2 separate regions of the Mus musculus genome follow, and region 2 is linked to region 1. Evidence: chromatin contacts called from public HiChIP or PLAC-seq data. All regions are on one chromosome and are shown on one strand. Each heading gives the region's core, a stretch centred on a gene start, on an enhancer-like site or on the middle of the called end of the contact. The rest is flanking DNA. Distances are from core to core; before and after follow the strand shown.

What was found. HiChIP or PLAC-seq counts read pairs in DNA pulled down with a chosen protein or histone mark.
Region 2: a contact with region 1 is called in an HNF4G HiChIP or PLAC-seq map of pancreatic cancer cells. The contact joins two enhancer-like sites. A contact is called at or near these places in 7 of 484 Hi-C or Micro-C datasets (the N1E-115 cell line, cranial neural crest, embryonic fibroblasts and 3 more) and 2 of 115 datasets of contacts at active chromatin or transcription factors (neural tube and pancreatic cancer cells).

The regions. Positions count from the first base shown.
Region 1 is chr4:97,481,700-97,489,236 of GRCm38.p6, reverse strand. No RefSeq gene overlaps it. Among named protein-coding and RNA genes, the nearest start is that of Gm40207, 69 kb to the right of the region's middle. Within about 2 kb of position 2,811, at least 23 of the 459 cell types and tissues checked have an H3K27ac peak or open chromatin away from gene starts, as enhancers often do. A contact at or near this core is called in pancreatic cancer cells, where this site is marked.
Region 2 is chr4:97,754,666-97,762,202 of GRCm38.p6, reverse strand. Gm38709 (a long non-coding RNA gene) reads left to right here. Exons shown (of 5, transcript XR_003955232.1): 4 at 1-6,429; 5 at 7,398-7,537. It also overlaps a transcript of Nfia not described here. Among named protein-coding and RNA genes, the nearest start is that of Gm38709, 19 kb to the left of the region's middle. Within about 2 kb of position 4,487, at least 230 of the 459 cell types and tissues checked have an H3K27ac peak or open chromatin away from gene starts, as enhancers often do. A contact at or near this core is called in pancreatic cancer cells, where this site is marked.

The DNA of each region.
Region 1 (7,537 bases), core at 1,562-4,061:
AACAACAACAACAACAAACAACAACAACAACAATAACAACAACAAGAAGAAAACAAACTTCTTAGATTTAAAAAAAATCATGAAGATTCTATGAAAAACGCTGAAAAAGTTTGTTCACGTAGAAGTGTAGGGATTCTGGAAGGGCCACAATAGGGTGGGAGAGCAGCTGGAAAGCCCTAGGATACACAGGTAATTGGAAGTGCCAGAAAGGAAGTATGTCTATGTTCACATAGACGTGTAGGGATTCTGGAAGGGCCACAATAGGGTGGGAGAGCAGCTGGAAAACCCTACGTCAGGATACACAGGTAATTGGAAGTGCCAGAAAGGAAGTATGTCCAGAGTGACAAGCTGAACCCCAGAGTGTAGCCTTGAGAGCAGGTAGCCTTTGAATCCTCCTTCCTGCATCTGTAAAGACACTGTGAGGCACTCAGTCCATGCTTTACCAAGTGTTTGATGAGTGAAGACAAGAACACTGGAGTGGGTGGGAAGATAATTAAGAATACATTTTGCTTTTTCCTTATCACCTCTTCCAAAATTCTCTCTTGTACCCTAGGATTAGCTGCTAAACGAGTCCTGTCATGTGTTTCTGTTTCCATTCTGTTCTTCCAGGGCCACAAATGAAGGGACTACTGAATTTATTTCAGAAATATTATCTCTACTTAATATATTTATTTTCCTATCCATCTATCTACCGACCGATCTATCTACCTATGTGTCTATCTATCTGTCTACTTGTTGACCTGATCTATCAATCTAATCTGTCTTCCTTACTTATTTATTCTCTCTCTAGTTTATGTATGTATGTGGGCATATATGTGGGTGCTCCAGGGGAGAGAGAGAGAGAGAGAGAGAGAGAGAGAGAGAGAGAGAGAGAGAGAGAGAGAGAGAAGCCTTCAGAGATAGACATAGAAATATTGCACCTAACTAGTAGATTTGCTCATCTCTAGAAAAAATTTTGCCAGAGATTTATAGTGAAATGAAGAATATACAGATGCTACTTTTGTACCTGATATTTAAACAGCCTTGTCTGGTCATTTCAACAATTCTCTAATTCCTGAGTTGCCCTATGCAATTGTAAGCCCTATTAGAAGCTTTACCCACCCCTTTGAACTTTATCACAGCTAAGCAATCATGTCTTGATTGATGGAAAATTATGCATACCTTGACTGATTGTCTAATTTTGAATTAATTATGTTACTTCACAATTGAATGTTACTGAGGAAGATGCTTATTGACACTCTAATTGATGTATCACAGCTTTATAATATACATAAAAGCTCCCAATGCCTTCAATATCTTTTCCCTTAAGGTTCACTTCGCACATTCATCACATATTTATGGAAGTATTAATGTGCAGAAGGTGCCCAGGGTGTTGGTGTGGGGATGTAGGGAATGCATAGCGGTTGATGCTACAACTGAAAATGGGATAAAGGGCACTCTGAGAATCACCAAGGTAAATGGGAATAAAACTCTCCCCTTCTGTGTCTGTCTTCATGTGACATAGTCCAATCAAGGGGAAAAAAACCAGTATTCTGGGGGAAATTTAATGAGTGAGCCTCAGAAAGAGCCAGCTATTGAGATCTAACAACATCAAAGGGCAAGGGTGTTTCTGGACCCTGAGGGCAGTGGTCACTGAGGAAAATGGATCCTGGCTGGCAAGCCAGAGAGAGAGAGAGAGAGAGAGAGAGAGAGAGAGAGAGAGAGAGAGAGAGAGAGAGAGAGAGAGAGAGAGAGAGGGAGAGGTTTTGAACATGCTGTGTGTCCAGTTTGCATGTCAGGAGTAGGGTAGGAGTGAGTTGGGCCAGAAAGAAAAGGAAAGTTGAATTTCTTCCCGATGGCAGGTCACATCCAGATGCTTAGATATAACATATTACTGTTAAGGAGAGGAAATTGCAAGGTAGGGAAAAGATAAATACTGTGTGGCTGGGCTGAGGTGAGACTCCATTCAGTTAGAGAGTAAAATGCAGCCACATTCAGAAGTACTTAACAATAATTTTATTCATGCAAGGATCAATTCAACATATTTGTATTAAAACCTACATCTGTGCTAGGGTCCAGGTATAGAGTGAGGGGCTGATGCTAGTGATACTAAGAGCAGAAACAGACTTATTCCTAGCTTTTGGATTTTAGAGGTCAGGGAATTGGAGAGATGCTTGCTGTTTAAATCACCACAACAGTTGGTGAGTGCTAGGTGTGGTGAGGGCAGTGCAGGAGGGGTGGAGAGGCTATCATGCTACACTGCAAGGTGGTACTAATCTGACTTGGAGGTCAGCAAGTCACTTGCCAAGTATTATAGTAATAGGGCTGAAAATGGGAAAGGATGGGGGAATCATGTTTCAGGTTGAGAAAGAAGCAAGTGCAGGTTCTGGGTGAGAGGGACTTCCTAGTGGGACAGGATGTGGTAGAAAAGGAAATCTTTCAGTGGAGTTTTTCAAACAGTTTAATCAACTGTAGTTGAGGTGACTCATATATCACACCTCCCAGTAACCTCGCAACCCTAAAATTATATGATTTACAGCGTTTAATTGCTTGCTGACGTTGGGCTCAATCCAACAAGAGGTGCTTTGTGAGATAAAAGAACAGTGTGGGACAAGGAGCTTTGGAGGATAGAACACGGCAAGCTGAGTAACCGCACACGACAGCATGTGATTAAGTTTTGCAGTGAGGGGTTCACATGACCAGAGAATTGGAGGCTGGGGAGAAAGAGCGGGATGGGGCTTCCTGTCGTCGTACGTCTTGGCCAGACAGCTCAAAGTCCCCCTCTATGTGAGTGGGCTGACTGAAAAGGGACATTCTTGGCAACCAGTGGGTACTCCATATATCAGCTGTCACTGTGCTGCTATCAGGAAGGAGCAAGGACACTGGGGATATTGTCCCTGCTTTGTCCCAGGCGCTTCATATGCATTGTCACTATCTGTAAATGGACTCATGAAATAGTATTATGACTTCTGTTTTATAGACAAAACCCTAAATATTTAGTGATTTAAAGGACAGAATTATGGTCACATAGGGGGTAAGAACCTGACTCTAAGATCCTACCATAGTCCAAGGCTACTCTTAAAAAGTGTGTGTGTGTGTGTGTGTGTGTGTGTGTGTGTGTATGTGTGTGTGTGTGTGTGTGTGTGTTTGTGTGTACTCTTGTGTGTGTGTGTGTGTGTCTGGTTATGCATGTGCTTTATTCTCTATATTAGGCGATCTTTACTTAGTAGATATATTTTCCTAATAAAGGCAGGGAATGAAAGACAAAGGAGGTAGGAGAAGAAAGTAACTTTAAAAATAATATTATTAAAATAATAATTAAAAATGTAAGATAATATATTTAAAAACAATATGTTTGTTAATCACAGAGTACTCCAGTTAAGACTCACCATAAACTGGACACTATAATGGTTCCATTTTACAGATTAAGAAACTGAATTAAGTATTGAATTTTAGGATTAAACTGGGGGGGGGAGAGCTAGATTAGATTACAAGTGAGTGTATAACATAGTCCAAGTTCTTTCTAGCCCCTCATATCAGTTTCCGAGATCCTGTCAGTCAACATGGTGTCTTTCATTGTGTCATGTTTCTTAATGCCCACTAAATATTTGGTCTCTATCTACACATTTAATGTATACCATGTGATGTATTTGTGTTAGAGCAGTGGTTCTCAACCTTCCTAATGTTTTAACCCTTTTATACAGTTCCTCATTTTATGGTGACCCCCCCAACCATAAAATTTTTCTGCTGTTACTTCCGACTTTTGCTACTGTTATGAATCATTATGTAAATATCTGAGCCTCCTGATGGTCTTAGGCAACCGCTGTGAAAAGGTCCTTCGACCCCCAAAGGGGTTGAGAACCACTGTATTAGATGTTGTAATTATTACAGAGAGTAAGGATACTTCCCTCATTCTTTTCTCTTATTGTCAGTACCAAACATGCAACATTTAATTATTGCCAATATATCTGTTGGATTTTGCTCAGTGGATAGTACAAATTAAAGCCATCTTAAAGATCACCCAATGAAGTCAATACTGCAAGTCTTAAAAGATTCTCGTAGTTAAGACTCAAACTCAACTGAGTTATCAGCTAGATGAAAACAGCAACAAATTGAAGAACCTTTCATCATAATGAAAAGGAAAATTTTTATGAAGATAGTAGTTAACAAATATACATTCATATATGAATATAGTTCTTTTATTTTATATTCATCTACCTCTATAATCATTGTCCAATGGAAATAAAAGACAAATGTTTAATGCAACATTATATGCAAAGTATAATAATGATACATTATACATATGTACAAGCACAACTTCATACATATGCACAGGTGTACAGCATACACATACATTCATGTTCCTGAGATTACATGAAAGAAGAGCTGAACAAATTTATACAAGAAGTTCGCTGATAGGAAGACTCATTCTAAGATAAATGGAAAGGTTTTTTTATTATTAGTCTTTAAATCACACATAGTCCTAATATAACACCAAATGATATTTTAAAAAGTAAATGAGAATAAATAGATTCATAGAAAGGGAAAATGCTTTTTTTAGGAGATATTAAAAGATATCCTGCTTGTTGAATAAACAGAAAACATTGGCTGAAAAGTAAAACCAAAGGACCAGAGAAGAAAGCCCCCCTGTAGAACTTACAAATACACGGTAAATGATACATCATGTAAACTGGCCAGTTCACAGCACTGTACATGTGTGTGAACTGAGAGATTTGTGAATAGATATTTTTACAGCAATTATCAGATATCCATTTGGGCAGTAATTTTGGATTCCTGTTCATACTGTACATCAAAATAAATTTGAAATGGATCAAATAGTAAAAGTAAAAGTGACATCATAGTGTCAGCAAATGACTTGTCTGGTAAAGAGTCCTGAAGCCAAGCCTAAGATCTGAATTCAAGTGTAAGACTTGCTTGGTGGTAGATAAGAAATGTGTGTATGCATGCAAATGAGAGTGTGTGCGTGTGCGTGTGCGTGTGCGTGTGTGTGTGTGTGTGTGTGTGTGTGTGAAAGAGGGAAAATCAAGTGATAGACATTCAAGTTTCCTTCTGCAGTCAATACTATAGATATGTTTATTGTCTTGTTTTTCTTTTAAAAAGAGATATCCCTAGTGGCTAAGGGATTTGAACAGAACATTAATTTTTTATTCAGCTAACTTTTCCAAGTTTAAACTAGAGATAACACATGATTTATTTCAATTACTTAAAATTTATTAACGAGGAGCCCCTAAAATCTGCTTTAGTTTTGGTGTGAGGATTGGGAAGTGGTTTCAGAGGTTCATTAACTCTTCCTGCTTCGTGATGACCTTTGTAACCTGCCTGGAATTCTGTTACCAGGATGACAGAAAATCAACTTTAAAAATCAGAGCTAGTACATATAGATATCTATAAAAGTCTGGACACCCGGTGATTATCTTGGCAAATGTTAGCTATTAATTTTTGTATTTTGTAAGAGAGAAAATTGAACTGACAGATAGAAATAGTCAATGAGACTGAAGATCTAATTTCATCTAGTCTTATCAATGACCAGGCACTGCATGGGGTGTCCCAAGCAGGAGTTGATGGATTTGCTTGGTCTATGGCACAGTCAGTGATTAATCAAGGTAATTTCATTGGTGAAGACCTATGGAGAGGAGGGTAATGGGCAGCAAAAAGCAGTTGCTTGTCTTGTTGGGGCCTGGGCCTCCTCACCTCTAGAGAGAAGGCTGCTCAGCTGGCAAAATTTAGCTGTAAATCACACCTAGGCAGGCAGAGATGTAGGGTGATGGGAAGAGCTGGGAATCTAGAGTCTGAGAACTAGTGTAGATTCAGAGCATAGAGCAGCTGAGCAGTGGACAGGCATGCTGCTCTCTGTTGCTGATCCTACAAAGCAGCCCTAGAGTGGGTGTCCCTTACTCACACAGGTCAGAAAGCTCCAAGGACCTGAAGCATATTGTAAGCACACAAGACTGTAGATGTGTGCAGTAGGGTACGTGGCAATCCCTTTATAACAGTGAGTTGTTCTTTGCCTCTGTGCGAGTGGTAATGGATTTGTGGCTGGCGAGGACAGTGTTAAATTTACAAAGCAGCCCAAGGAGAGACTCACTTGTCATAAGGGAGCCCAGGACTGATGGTAGGCACTTAACAGCATGTTCCAATTACAGCATTTAAATCTAATTGCATAGTCTGTTAATCTCTGTCAGTGCGGCATCATTTAATATCATCACGGCAGCCTCTAATATCATGAGCAATGTGAGCCGAGCTGAGACTGTTGAAAAAGTTCAGGCCCAGGTCTTCATATCCCCTTTAATTCTCCCTGTCAATTACGCCGCAGTGGAGAGTTCAAATAAAGGTCTTCAGATCCGGATCTGAGCTACCTTTGAAGGGAGGCCTCCTGTAAATACACAGATTATACCAGGGCGCCCAATATCTTGCTCTGGGTATTTGTGACAGGTTACTTTGACTCGTCCCTTGGGTCTAACATACTACAGGCTTATTTCAAGCAGATATTGCAGATGCAATCTGTTCTGTAGTTTATAGGTCTGGAAATAATGTGGTATTATTTGCACATGTGTTTTTCCCCTTTATAATCCCTCTGGCTCACGGAAGTTTGATGGGGAAAAGATCAGGGCCTCGCTGAGCTCCTTCCCGTGGACTTGGTTGGAAAAAGAAATGTTATTTTACTTTCCCGACGTTCTGGGAATCAAACCCACAGCCTTATAAACACTGGGCTATTGCTCTATCACTAAGTTAAAAATGAGAGTGAATCCAAGTGAGAGATCTGGTCACAAACTAAAGCATAATTCTTAAAGAAGAAACATGTCTACTGGTGCTCAGGGAACTTGAATGGGAGGAGAACAAGACAGTGTGAAGGGCGTGAATGGGAGATGTCCAGGGTGTGGTGTGAAGAGGTCACAAGGAAAGCCGTGATTCTTAGGCTGGGAGTATTTGTTACAAAACAAGCTCTCAAATAGTTTAAAGATTTTATAAATTCTAAAGGCTATTTAAGTCCTATATAAGAGTTTATGGATGACTGGTTCATTCCAGTCTTGTTTAATTATATTCTGCCTGTGAGATCACGGGACAGGTTATTTACTGGAGGAGGTTTATATGAAAACAGTTGTCCTGTGGAATGACCTAACTTTATATCAGTCCTTGGCACTCCTCTTGCCACATGGCTGATTCTCAAAGCATTGGAGCTACTGATGCTTAACAGAAGCCCTGGAACACCAAATCCAAGTTAACCTTTGCACTTCACAAGGCTGTTTTCTCAGGCTTTTTGCTATAGTTACAGAACACTGACTACTGTAGGTTGCTCACACGAAATAAGTGAGGTTTGTGGTTTCCCCAACATGGAAGGATACCAAATGGAGGCTAGAGGAGCTAGAGGCAGAGAATAGCTCACGGTATAGAGAAGATAGGGCAAACCTCTCTGTGGGGTGACATAGAAGCAGACGGGATCAAGACTGTCCAACAATCCACCACACAGATGAATAGTGACATGATCAATTGTACACTGTGATCCATGGAGCTAGCCATGGGCTCCTCTAGAATCCTA
Region 2 (7,537 bases), core at 3,238-5,737, 270 kb before region 1:
CTTTATCCCTGTATACACACACGGACACACACAGACACACACACACATTAAACATTGCAAAAATATGTAATTCATTAAATGGAATTTTCCTTAATTTAGATAGTTTCATTCTAACGTTGTAACTTATTCTTTACTTACTTTTATAGTCTCCTGTTAAAGCCAGGGGTGGTGCTGCTGCCTGTAATCCTAAATACTAATCCAGAAAGATCAAAAATTTGAGGCCAGTGTTGAGAGAGAGAGAGACAGAGAGACAGAGACAGAGAGAGAGAGAGACAGAGATATGAGAGAGAGAGAGAGAGAGAGAGAGAGAGAGAGAGAGAGAGAGAGAGAGAGCATTCCAGCCAGCCAGCGTGGAGTCGATACTCAGTTCCAATCTCAAAAGTAAATAAAGAGATAGCATAGTATATAAAACTACAGAACTAGATAGTGATACTGCCTGCCCCTTTTATATGCTCCATCTCTCTTTACTCTGAAAGTTATAAATATTCTTCATCTACAGAGTTTTGTAACTAGGAAAACAATTAGTGATCCTTGTAGGCCACTGTTTTACCGGGCCAAGAAACAACTTGGTTTTTTCTCTAAAAAATGAGTTATTTTGGAGGAAATACTCCAGGTTTTAGCATTCAGAAGTCCTTGCTGTATTGCAGATATTAGGATTCATCTAATCAGTGAAATGAGGCTGGAAAGGACAGCATTTACCTTCAGAACATTTTGTTATTTGGCATAGCATTTGCTTTGTGTTTACCAAGGAAAGAAAATCAAAAGGGAACGAGGAAAGCCAGTTACAAAGAGGCCTTAGTGTGACCAGCACATTTGCAACGGCTGCTTTGCTGCAAGCCCGAGTAAGACTTGAAAAGTTCAAGTTTTTCATGTGCTTGGTATGTGCATTAACTGTATAGTGAAAAAGGGAGTAGATTTTGATAGAAGCTAAGAGGTGGTGTGTGCTTCTGATTTTAATAATATTCCTATTCATTTGCTAGTCATCCTAGGGTATCTACTATTGACAATTTATCAAAGGCATTTTTACCTTGTTATGAGACAGCCACCATAAACATTTATTTCTCTTATGTATGTGGGTGTTTTGCCTGCATTTGTAGCTGAGCACCATGTGGGCTTCTGGTGCCTAATAGAAGCCAGAAGAGAGTATTGGATCCCTTGGGACTGGAGTTAGAGATGGTCATGAAGCACCATGTGGATACTAGGAATCAAACCCAGGTCCTCTGGAAGACCAGCTAGTACTCTGAACTGCTGAGCCATCTCTCCTGTCCTAGAAACAAAATGTTCTTAGCTGACCCACTGTGGAATCATTTCTACTGGTCCTGACCACTACCAAAATTTACATTCACTATTATTATTATTTTTTTTTTTACAGCAGACAACTATCAAATAAACTCAAGTTTGGAAATGTTTACTGAATGTCCTTGATATGCCAAATGTTACATTAGGGTTTGGGGATTCAGACAGGAATGAAGGCGTGACCTTCATTCGTACAGTAAACAATTTGAGGCAGGTGGTGTTGGGTTATGTTATCAACCACAAGGCTACTAGCAGAGTAACCCTCTCTAGATCATGAACACATATAAATAACATTGCTCCAAATTGTTAGTTACATGCCTCCCCCACTCTTTCTTCATTTCTAATACTTTATTAGTGATACTCTGTTGAAACTCTTACTGAACAATATAGAAAATGTAATGTGTATGTTGTAGAGTATGTTATAATTTTCCTAGCATTCTAAAATGTTTAGCTTCTCAGTAATCAAAGCATATTGTAATATCAAGTGTCATTTAGACTATTGCCTGGGGCTTTTGCAGTTTTTGTAGCTTGTCCAGAATAAAGTTTTTCTTAGTAGATAACATTTACAGAGGTACCTATTGATTCCTAAGCTAGGTGTTTTTAATTGGAGAAGTATTGAAGAGTTTATGAAATTCATTCTCCTTTTCCTTATTTTTTTTTCTTTCAAAGCCAACCAGGACCTATAGTTTTACAGTTGCCTTTATTGATTTGATGTTGTTATGAGAGCATTCTAGTCATTTCAATGTGCTCAAAACTTTTCTTTGATAAATGTCCCTCCATAGCCACAGTTCTATAAGTTGCCTCAGTGTATATGGCAAGTTCAATGGTAGTAGCCTCCTTTCTTTCTCACAGTCAAAGTCTGACATAGGAATTGGAACCTATGTTGAAAATTAGAAAACATTTCACTGGTGGTTAGAACAGTCCCCATAAGATAAATTGGAGGACTTTCTGAGCACAATTTTTTTAAATATTACTTTAAAAATAAAAACAACCGAGAAACACTCTAATTTCCAGGCTAGTGTTTATTAACCTCATGAAACTGTGCACTCATTTTCCCTAACCAAAAGCTTTCAAGTAGCAGTGCACTGTGACTCTTGCTAGACTTGTTCCACAGTAAGAAAGGTTGTTGGGTTTTTTTTTTTGGGGGGGGTGTCTTTTTCTCCTTAAAAACTTTTTTAAAGCTAGATTTTCTGGTTAGCTAGGAACTTCATAGTAGTGAATTGTTTCTACACAGTGTAAAAGCCCTAGGTTTGACTTCATTTCAGGGCAGCGTTTACAAACTGAAGGCTTCTCTGGTGCCTGTGCCTTTTCTTCTTGTGTGTTCTTATTCGATTTTGTGTGTATGGAACACAGAGCTGTAAGTTAGAGTCTATACAGCCTGGAGCCTTGGAATCTGGGACTTTCAGAGAAGACATAATAGAGGTGCAGCTGCCCTGGACCACAGGGCTTTCTTTCTTGAGTGTCTAGATGGATTGCTTTCTGTGATCCTAGATGTTAACTTTGTATGTGTCTCCTCTTATGCCAGAATTAAAATGCCCATGTCTCTCCAGATCACAGAAGCATGGGAATTGTGCACTGCCCATCTATCGTAGGCCATGATCCAAACATAACTGTCTGTTTTAAATGTTAGTAAGTAAAATTGATAGTTATTTCTTTTATTATCATTAGACTCATGTGTATTATTTCCACCATGCTGTTTGTTAGAAAGCTCTATTTTGGTTGTAATGAAGAGATTGCTCTACTGGGCATAGCTTTGTAAAATGATTATTAACACTCTTTATATATTCAGACCTCCCCCCAGCACACGTTCCCGTTCCCTTGTGTATTTGACTTGAGTACCAGTTGAATTGTTTCATTTGCCTTCCCAAGTCCCCTTAAACAGAGGTATTAGCTACCGAGAAATCCAACTGACTTTGTCAAGTAAATGAGAGCCATCAGCTTGGCCTCCTCTTTCCCAGGGTCTCCTCTCACTGTGAGGGAAAACAAGATTTCTAAGCCTCTATACCTATGTGTTGGGGCTGCATGTTAAGGTGGGCCTGGAGAGCCAGTGCCAGAGAGAGTGCTGGGTCAGACAGGCTTCCTCAGTGCAAAGCCGCTCATTTGTAGTCTGCATGGCACTTAAACCCTTTCAAACTACAAACAAACTTCAGGAAAATTCCATCAGTCTAAACAGAGACATGTTGCTTAAGTTGTTATTATACAATCCGTGACATTACTTACACATCTACACATCCACACTACAATTATCTTCCCAATTTGACAAATGACATTGCTCCGGAGGTAGCTTCAGGAAAAGTGGCAGAAACCTCCAGTCAGGACATTAAGGGTAACTCTGCAGGACTGGAAACGTTTTTCTCATGCCTGAAAAATCCACGCAGGTTTTGTCCTGAATCTAAAATAGGGAGTCAAAGCTGTCCCCCAAGTGGTTGGGATCCCACTTTTAAAATGTAAATGATCAGGCTGGGGTGACCCTGTGCTTGGCTGTTGAGAACATCGGGGAATAGTAAGTGAAAGCAGTGTTCTAAATGGATGTGCTTAAGAATTCACAGCCCTCAGGACACAGCTAGTAATTAGTTAATTAGCCCTCTCACTCTTGCTCCACTAAGTGCTGTCCCCAGATCTGGTGAGGAGTTTGCCTCAGCGCGCTTCTCCGCATCTAGTGGTTGTTAAGCAGAAGTCAGACGAAGCCTATTCTGGGCACATTTTTATTTCAAAAGCCAGACAGAAGGATCACTCCTAAAGGGGAAAAAATGGCAACTACTTGCCAGAATAAATCGAATGAGGACAAACGCTCCGCACAAGTGCGGAAGCCCGGTTCTCTCCGCGACTGAGCTGCCAAGAAGGCAGCGAGAGGGGAAGAGGGGCACACCTACTCAGCACGGTCTTTTGGTCTGCAAAGGTTTGGCCTTCCCAGGACTCAGAAGGCCTGGTGGCCATTTTCTTTCTCCTTTTATTTCTTTCTTTAAGGGAGTAAAAGAAAATTAAGACGGAAAAAGTAAATCTCCCTTCCAGTACCGACAACTCGGCTCCTCCCCCAAAAGAAAAAAAAAATTAAAGTGCAGGTACTAAACCCAATCCACATGCATCCTGCAAAGCTCCCGCAGTCAACTGGATTCCCTTTGGCGAGCCATGCTGAAGGAGACGCGATCTGGAAAAATCAATCGCAGCTCACGCCCCGCTCCGCCGCCGCAGTGGCCGGGAGTCAGGGCTGCAGGGCGCTCTGCCGCAGTGCACGTCCGCCGCCGCCGTCCAGCTCCAGTGAATAATGGAAGTATGACTTGGAGACAATAAAGCTGATTTATCACACAAAATAACTCACTGCTGCTTCAGTCCAACCCTCCGTTGTGCCACTTTAAATCACAAGTGCGCGCACCCAGATCCATAGGCGCTCACACATGCACAGTACACGTGTGTGTGTGTGTGTGTGTGTGTGTGTGTGTGTGTGTGTGTGTGTGTGTGTGTGCTCTCGCGCGTGCGCGCCAGGATCAAGTGGAAGGATTCAGCTTTGCATATAGGGGAAAAAAATCGAAAGAACCTGTCACTCCAGTCCAGTACCCTCATCGTTTGCAGCGTGGGCAAGTGACGTATAATGCAAGTTGGCGCAAAATAAGGTCCGAACAAAGCTATCATGTGAGGGGATCCAGCGTTAAGGAACAGTCTGTAAAGACTGGCTCTTCTGTAGGCAGAGTAAGACTTCTCTCTCTCTCTCTCTCTCTCTCTCTCTCTCTTCTTTTCTTTTCTTTTTTTTTTAAGCAGAAAGAAGAAAAAAAGAGTATCATTAACTGAGGTCAGACCTAAAATGATGTTTCTCAGTGCAGTTGAGTGTTGAAGAATGCAATGGAAAGTTCCTGGGTGAACATCTGGTGAAGACATTCTAGGAACACATATGAAATGGAGAAAGCAGTAAGACTTTCTTTTACAGATAATCTGGATACAGAAGGAAGAGGAGGAGGAGGAGGAGGAGGAGGAGGAGGAGGAGGAGGAGGAGGAGGAGGAGGAGGAGTTGTTAAAACTTTGTTTTCAAAGTGTGTTTTAGTCTCAGGGGCATGAGCTTTGTGGGCATAAGACTAACCCAGTGAGCTGAAGCAAAGTCCTGGATGCTGTGTAAGTCTGGGTCTGAACAAGTCTCCCCTTTCCAAGGCCTCTCTTTTCTCTTCTGTAAAAATGCAGAAGGGAAATAATCTTTCTTTGCACAGTGACTTCAGGGCTCCATCTAGGTGGTGAGGTTTATTAAAGAGAGAGGACACATTCTTCAGGTGGTCTCTGTGCAGAAAGGATGGTAGTTAAAGTGTCTAGTGGGTCTCAATTCTTAATGTGGAGAACTAGCTCTGAGTGTGTCTAGCACAGAATGAATGTACTTTGAGAATGCTCATGTCCTATGGCTCTCTGTTTTGAGAAAGACTATCTAGATCATCCAAAAGGATTTGTAGAGTGGAAAATTTCAGTTTTGTTTATTAATAATCTATATATAGGATGTACAGAGTTACTTGGATAATTCAGAGTGTGTAGTGTTTTAGTGGGCAGTACTCTTGTGCCAGGTTGGCTGTTTAGATTGGCCAAATTAATGGGATTAATTACACCCTGCCTACTATTTCAGAAAACAACTTCAGGGAGAGCAGGGTTGCATGCAAGGATTGTTGTTGGATGTAGTGAAGGCTACGGCCAAACCCTTTACTAGTGTTGATGTGTGTTAGTTGAGTAATCCCAGGTAGATTACATAGTTTAGTTTTGCCTCAGTTTCCTGCATTTCTGTAGTAGGGATTTATCTGCAACTAATTCATAGAAGCAGTAGCGATATATCATCAACCAATTCACTGAGGTGCTATAATAAAATGAGTTATCTCATGAAAGTGCTTAGCCCACAAGGCAGGGGTAAGAAACAAGTACATGCATGTTGGAGGTTATTAACACACTACTGTATACATAGAACAAGCAATGGTCAGAATGGCTGGATCTTTGCAGGACCCTTGGGTTTCAAATAAGGCACCTAAGCAGTTAATCTATCTTTTTTTATGATGTCAGCATAAGGTGAGGAGCTCGGCAGTCTTTATTATTTTTAAGAGTAGGCCAGAATATTCCTCAAAAACTCAAATACCATATGAGCTGGAGAGTTTCCTACTTCACCAGATCAAGGTAAATATTCAATATTGACTTTATCTATATGTCCAGGAGATGCTCACTGCCCAGATAGGAGGAAGTCGAGGTTTTCTTGGGAGAGACCTTGCTAAAGCTCCAATTCCTGCTTTTCCTATTGTGATGCTTTCTTTCCTGCACCGCTTGTTACAAGCTTAGGCCCAATCTCTGTCACTGAATTATGAAGCCAAAGCAAACCCAAATCCCTGACGTGCTCCTTTGTGCCATTATTGGTTTAAAGGAAAAGAGGAAAGCCTGAATTTCTCTCTCCTTTAAAGGATCCCCAGAGTGCATCCTTGAGCAAGGCTTTGGGAAGGGTCACAGGAACGGAATGCTTCAGGGGCCAATTGTGCTTGTGTTTGCAGTTTGGGATTGCAGGCAAGCTGCTTTTAAGCTTTATAGAGGAAGTGGGGATTAGGTGTTTCCAGAACAAGGTAGGCACTGGCAGGCTTAGGTCACCCTTGTTGGAAAGTAATGCCCCACTTTTTTCTGCCTGTGCACTTCGAAGCCCCAGTGCATTAACTACTTTAGCAGGGACTGTGTGTGACAGCCTAGGTCTGGTAGGCCTAGAACTCCCCAAATGGAATGGATGACCCTAGGACTTCAAAGTTGCAGGAGTTTATGCTCCAGGGTTAAGTTCCCTTTTAGTCAGAAAGGGTCTGGAGAGAAAAAAAAAATGATGCCTTCCAACTTGCTAGCATGAGCCCACAATTCCACTTGGTCAATCTCATTAACAATGTTTCCAAAACAAATGAATAAAACTACAGAGTAGACCGTGCCTGCTTGCCCTGCTTCTGGCCCTTTGGGCCTGTTGTTTGAGCAGCCCAGGACTTCCCATCATTATCACAGAAGCACAACTCTTCCCTTAAAGAAGCTATAAGTTTTAGTAAGGAAATCTAGTATACTTGTACTTTAAGTGTAGGTTTTTGGGAATTCAACGTGAGAAACCCATTTTCCTCATTCCTAAGGACCTGACACCAGACGCTGCTGCCCGGTGAATGGAAATTGCTCAGCTTCAGCCTCAGAGCATCCTTGTGGGGATTTTGTGATGCTGCGGGTTTTCACAGATTCCGAGGAGAACTTCAAGGAGAATTTGAGTATAAATTCA